2 separate regions of the Mus musculus genome follow, and region 2 is linked to region 1. Evidence: chromatin contacts called from public HiChIP or PLAC-seq data. All regions are on one chromosome and are shown on one strand. The core of a region is the stretch at or near the end of the contact, and the rest is flanking DNA. Distances in the headings are between cores, read along the strand shown. Region 1 holds the start of Prss23 (protease, serine 23). Region 2 has its middle 47 kb from the start of Ccdc81.

Evidence for each region. HiChIP or PLAC-seq counts read pairs in DNA pulled down with a chosen protein or histone mark.
Region 2: an H3K4me3 HiChIP or PLAC-seq map of craniofacial prominence shows a contact between it and region 1, with 6 times the contacts expected there. The contact joins the enhancer-like site here to the promoter of Prss23 in region 1. A contact is called at or near these places in 16 of 39 promoter capture datasets (the 3T3-L1 cell line, the C10 cell line, the HPC-7 cell line and 10 more), 10 of 15 datasets of contacts at CTCF or cohesin (the G1E-ER4 cell line, the NIH/3T3 cell line, embryonic stem cells and 4 more), 169 of 484 Hi-C or Micro-C datasets (the 3T3-L1 cell line, the 63-12 cell line, the AML12 cell line and 89 more), 37 of 115 datasets of contacts at active chromatin or transcription factors (the 230-238 cell line, the NIH/3T3 cell line, Th17 cells and 25 more) and 5 of 9 other capture datasets (adipose tissue, embryonic stem cells, liver and 2 more).

What each region holds. Positions count from the first base shown.
Region 1 is chr7:89,516,076-89,519,171 of GRCm38.p6, forward strand. It overlaps Prss23 (protease, serine 23), which reads right to left and starts at 1,511. Exons shown (of 2, transcript NM_029614.4): 1 at 1,372-1,511.
Region 2 is chr7:89,855,492-89,858,398 of GRCm38.p6, forward strand. No RefSeq gene overlaps it. Among named protein-coding and RNA genes, the nearest start is that of Ccdc81, 47 kb to the right of the region's middle. Within about 2 kb of position 1,295, at least 46 of the 459 cell types and tissues checked have an H3K27ac peak or open chromatin away from gene starts, as enhancers often do. A contact at or near this core is called in the STO cell line, cerebral cortex, craniofacial prominence and 5 more, where this site is marked.

The DNA of each region.
Region 1 (3,096 bases), core at 261-2,760:
GACAAGCTGCCTACTGCCTGTTTATAATAATGGAAAATACAAGTGAAGATTTATTCATATATTTATGGCACACTCAGAAAAAAAATGAATGTAGTGCCTTCAAAAGAATCCTCGGTCTCTTTATCCCGTCCCCAATCCAGTTCTAAGAGACTCTTTAAAAATGTTCACTGAATAACACAGGCTAGCCTCAAGTTCACTGGCCTTCCCCAGCCTTCGAAGTGTTAGGATTCACAGGCATGCACTACTGTACCTCACTCCTAGGAGACTCCTAGAAAGACAGGTAATAGTTCTTTTAAACACTTTCCCCCCCCGAAACAATGTCTAACAATATCCTGATACTAATTTGCAATAGGGATTTTGGAAAAACCTAACTTCAACTATAAATCAAACTCTTCTCACAGAGCCTGATAAGGCTATTTTGTATTGACCTATCTGTCCTTAAGGCATTCGCTAGGACCTCTCAAGTTCACTTACAAGACCTGGGAGTAGCAATTTCTATACTAACCGAGATCCTGAATCATCTGGAACTTTCCACAGGCTACGGGCTGTTTCTAAATTCTCGTGGATGTCACCCAATGGACAATAAAACAAACAGGATTTTAATCAGAGGCTTTTCTCAAGGGATGCTCTGAGGGAGGTGGGAGGGAGAATCGGCTCCATTTCAGGAGGGGGTGGTATTGCTCCATCTAAACACATCTTCCTCTCTTAAAAGTTCTAGGGGAGGGCAAATCTTTTCTTTCAGTTAGCAATTTGTGATAAATGGCTACATGCTGAAGAAATATTTGCTTCCAACAACTGTTGATAGCCCAGGCATAATTTTCTAGATTTAGCACTCAGAGCAAAGTCGGCACCCAGCACAGAGCCTGATCCCAACTTGTGTTTGCTGACTTTTTCTTGCTTGTTAAGGTGTGTTCATAGTCACGTGCCAGGTTAAAAATTAATGCTCAGAGCACGATGAAGTCAGATACAGTAGGCGCAAAACTCAAAGAAAGAAAATGGTAGAGGTTACAGTGTGTGTTCGTGGGGGAGAGCCTACCTTGACCTCTCCAGGGACACCTTGCCATACACAGCTCCACTTGACCCCTAGACAACACCTTGCATCCAAGACAGCGCTTTCAAAACCTTCTTTTCCCCATCCACTTTAAGAGAGACACTGAGTGAATCCAAACGCTGTACAGAGCCGGTGTCCGGGGAGGGAGGCTCTTTCAGGCTCTTGTCCTAAGCCCAGAGTCTGTGCGGAAGCCACGGCAAACTCCCCGGTGTTACCCGCAGCCACCCCACCCCGCGCGCACCCGACTCTTTGTCCGGCTCCGGCACACGCCTGGTCCTTCGGACCCAGCGGGAGACGCCGGGTCCCCGCATCGCACTCACCCGCGTGGAGCAGCCCGCCGGGGCCGCGGCCGTGCGCCGCTCAGACAGGTGTGGGCGCCCGGAGGACGCGCGCGGCTCCCATGCCTGCTCCGCAGAGTGGCCGAGTGCGAGCCTGAGGTCCAGCAGAGCCTGCAGCACCCGGTCCGCCCCCCATCCCCTCCCCTTCGCCTCCCGGGCCCTCCCGCCCCGCCCCCAGCCGCGAGCCGCGCAGCCCGCCGGCCGTCGCCTCCCCTTCCCCTAGCCGCCTGCCTCCAGCCAGCGTCACCCTGCTATTCAGAGGTCCAGAACCCTCGGGCCCCGCGCAGGTGGGTCTCCGCAGCGCGTCACCACCAGCGGGTCCCCGTACTCGATGCCCCTGCACCGTGTCCGATGAACGGCTCCTACCAGTGACTCTTGCACTCTCCCGCTCTAGACAACTTCACACCAAGTTCTAGGGGTCTACATTGCCCAGAGTCTGCTAAAGCAATGCTCCAGAGTGGGCGGTCCCTTCCAACCTTCCAGTCCTCCAGCACCCCGGGTGCGTGGAGCGCCGCTAGGCAAGTTTGCAAAGCAGAATTCAAACTTGTAAGCTCCTCACCCGTGCGCATTCTGTGCGCCTTGAATAGTGACGACCGAGCTCCTTTCCACCTTAGTTCCTCCTCTAGCGCTTCTAGAGTGTACCTCAGTTTGTAATCCAGAGGCAGGCTACCGAGGTTGCAGGCCCTGCAGTTCAGCTGCTAGCATACTGGGTCCCAGAGCACAGCAAGGGATCGCGGACTTGGCAGCTTCCCAGGGGTTGACTGGTGACGCCCCCGGCCTGGTCTTTACTGGGGCACCAGGGCACCAGCTGGTGGAGCCACCTCCTAGCTTATGGTGCCTGTTTCCCTAAATCACTGGAGAAGTCCACACCTGGGGGACTGAGTCAGCCTGGTGACCTCACTATTTAAATATCTAATGCTATATAGTCTTAGTAGTCTCTTAAGACTATCCACACATCCATTTCTGTGAACCAACCCTTCATGCAGGTCATGGAGATGAAAAGGGTGGAGCTGTGGATTTCCCCTCAGGACTGGAGGACTGGAGAGGCCTAATCTTGCTAGCAGTCAGACAGCTCCTGAACAGTAGGACAAAATTTTGCAGAGGTCGTTTTCTTCTCTCCTCCTCCTCCTCCTCCTCCTCCTCCTCCTCCTCCTCCTCCTCCTCTCCCTCCTCCTCCTCTCCCTCCTCCTCCTCCTCCTCCTCTCCCTCCTTCTCCTCCTTCTCCTCCTCCTCCTGCTCCTCCTCCTCCTCCTCTTCCTCCTCCTCCTCCTCCTCCTCCTCCTCCTCTTCCTCCTCCTTCTTTTTTCTCCTGTCAATCCCAGAGTAGCCTTCCTTTTTTCCTGTCAAAGCTTGCCCTCAGAAAGGGAGGGCCTGACATCCTATTCCACACCAGGATGTTAGTGACATGTCCAGTGAGCTAGTGTTTGCCTTGCCTTTAAATAGGAAAGCCCTGAACACATTGTTGAGTAGTGTTTCTCAAACATAAAGGAAACTAGTATTGTCCACCACGTTAAAGGCAAAACCTTCTTAGACCTCCCCTGTCTTAGCTTACATTTTCTTTTTAAACAATCCATTAATGTGAGTGTATACATAAAGCTAGGTGAAAACTTAAACGTTTGAACAACTCAAGAATAAAACTCAAACTGATCGAATACAAAGATTCTCTTCCGGAACAGTAAAATTTAGGGTTTCTCTCAGTCAGTTCTC
Region 2 (2,907 bases), core at 45-2,544, 340 kb after region 1:
GAAACACTATCAGTTTCATTCATTAAGCCTATATTATTGACTAAAATGTGCAATGAACTTGGTCATATCTCAAGCTCCACTCCCAAGGAAACAGCATCAAGCAGCCATCTTGTATTGAACGCTATTTTTCCATTGGAGACTCTAAAAAGCAGCAACGTTTTAGAACACTGTTTCTCCAAATACAGAAGTTGCCTGCTGGAGAAATCTCTGACCCACTTTTGTCTTATAAGCCATAGCTCCTCTTCATTTTTTACTGCAGCAAGCACTGGAGTTCTCCCAAGACCTGCAGCACAAGGTACAGCCATACAACAGCCAAGCTCCTCACGAAATTTCATGTTTTCAAGACTTAACCTGTCGTCCACGATCTGCTTGGACGGTGATGAGCCATCATCAAAAGGCCAGCCTAGAACTTGGATACCTTCTTTCTCAACAAGAGCCGTGTCTCAAGTTGCTTCACACACTTATGTGTGTACTATCATGGTAATTCTGTAGTTCTTCTAAGTCCCTCTAACTCTGTTCTGGTTGCACAGGTTGGATTATGTGAGATAAGAAATCTCATATTCCTGTAAGTGAACTCCACAGCAAATGGGTGGTTCGTCGAAGTTGTGTTAATCTAGTTAAAAATAGAACTTCATACGGTTATATTTTTTAAGTTTTTAAAAATACAAAAATGATTTCAAGAAACCAAAGTCAAATACCAGGCACCTGAAATTTCCAGAGCTTTGAAGATGAAATTGGGACTGACAAAGAAAGAGCCTTTCAACAAGCATCAATGTGCGAATAGGGAAGCAAGGCAGAGATGCTTGCCCGGGCCACTCAGAACCCGTGTTCCAATGACCCAACTTGACTCTACTTTAAGAGCGTTTGGCTGGAGAGCACTGATGGCTCCCTACAGTCCACTCAAAACAGTCATGCTGTGCCCAGCAGCTATCTCCAAGGACCTTTTAGAAACTCCATAAATGGCTGACCGTCAGCCCCACGGAAAAGAATCAACCGACTCATGAACAGCTGCGTCCTAAGCGCACAGCCAGCTGGATCCTGGTGACACAGGCAGCAACAGCAGTGTAGGCCCAGGAGCTGCAGACGGACTGCCCCAGGGAAACAGCATCTCCCCTGGCTTTGAAGGTGGAAGAGCCACAGAGGGAGCCAATCCACACCCTGCCAGTCACAAGCCTCTCCCCCCCCCCCCCCCACCCCCGGAGTCCAAGCAACTTGAGCACCCCCTCATCAATCACGGATCCAGAGCCAATAAGCAGAGGGTTTGTGAGGCCCTCCCTCTGAGGATGAGGGGGGAAAGCCAGGGAGGCTGGAAGTCAGGGACAAAGCCTGCTTGAGACTGGAGAGAAACACGGGCTGTGTTGGGATAGGAAGCAGAAGGATAGCAGAAGGTTCTGAGCATTTGTGCCTGCTTCAAGTTTTAACTCTAGGAAACAACATTATTTGGATTCTTTTTCCAACCCAACACACATACACCTCAGAGTCTTATGTAGCTCCATACTGGCCTTAAACTCACAATGTACCAAGGATAGCTTCGAAGCCCTCATCCTAATGTCTCCACTTTACAAGGGCTGAGATTACAAGTGTGCGTGTTTATCCATTTTACGCAGTACTGAGAATGGAAAGCAGGGCTTCCAGCAAGCACCTTATGAACCCGAGCCAGTCCTCGGCCCCTGACATTCATTCTCCCACATTATGTGCGTGCATCAGCGTACGACAAATGTGTGGAGACCAGTTACAAAGGGAACAAAAATAATGTAAGGGATGGAGAGTAAGAACAAGTGCTGTGGAATGCTGACGTCAGGAAATGGTGGGACCACTGCCCTCAGGAACTCACAGTAGTGCAGTGATGGTTACCTGCACAAGCCCTGCACACGGCCGGACCAGTCAGCATTCCCTCACGGCTGGGAGAGAGCTCACTAAGTCCCACCACTAACTGAGGAACAATTGACGGCTTCTGGAGGAGGGAAAGTCATTTTTCCTTAGGGGCGTGGGCTCTGGTAGGTTTGCTATGTCTGACCTAGTGGATAACTAGACTCAGGCGGTTATTTTAAAGGGGGCAGGGGGCATGAAGGTAAAGTTCTAGAGAGGAGGTGAGAAGAGATATTAGGATTGCATATGATTAAGGTACATTATGTGCATGTATGAGGGGGATATAAAATTTTAAATGATCCTAGGCTAGAGAGATGCTCAGCGGTTAAGAGCACATGCCGGTTCTGCAGAGGGCCAGAGCTCAGCGCCAGTGTCAGGCAGTTCAAAGCCTCCTGTAACGCCAGCCCCAGAAGGTTCCCGCTTTTAGCATCCAAAACCACCTGAACTCACACGCACCCATCCCCACACAGGCACACACAAATCAAATAAAGCAAGACTGCTCTGAAAAAAGATATCTTACCTGTATTAGTCAGGGTTCTCTAGAGTCACAGAACGTATGGATAGTCTCTAGATAATAAAGGAATTTATTGATGACTTACAGTCGGCAGCTCAATTCCCAACAATTGTTCAGTCGCAGCTGTGAATGGAAGTCCAAGGATCTAGCAGTTACTCAGTCTCACGCAGCAAGCAGGCAAAGGAGCAAGAGCAAGAGCTAGACTCCCTTCTTCCAATGTCCTTATATTGTCTCCAGCAAAAGGTGTAGCCCAGATTAAAGGTGTGTTCCACCACACCTTTAATCCCAGATGAAAGGCATAGCCCAGATTAAAGGTGTGTTCCTTAACTCGGAGATTCAATCTTCTGGAATCCATAGCCACTATGGCTCAAGATCTTCAAACCAAGATCCAGATAAGGATCTCCAAGCCTCCAGATAAGGGTCACTGGTGAGCCTTCCAATTCCGGATTGTAGTTCATTCCAAATATTGTCAAGTTGACAACCAGGAATAGCCACTACAATCCACCCCTTGTCAACTTGACACA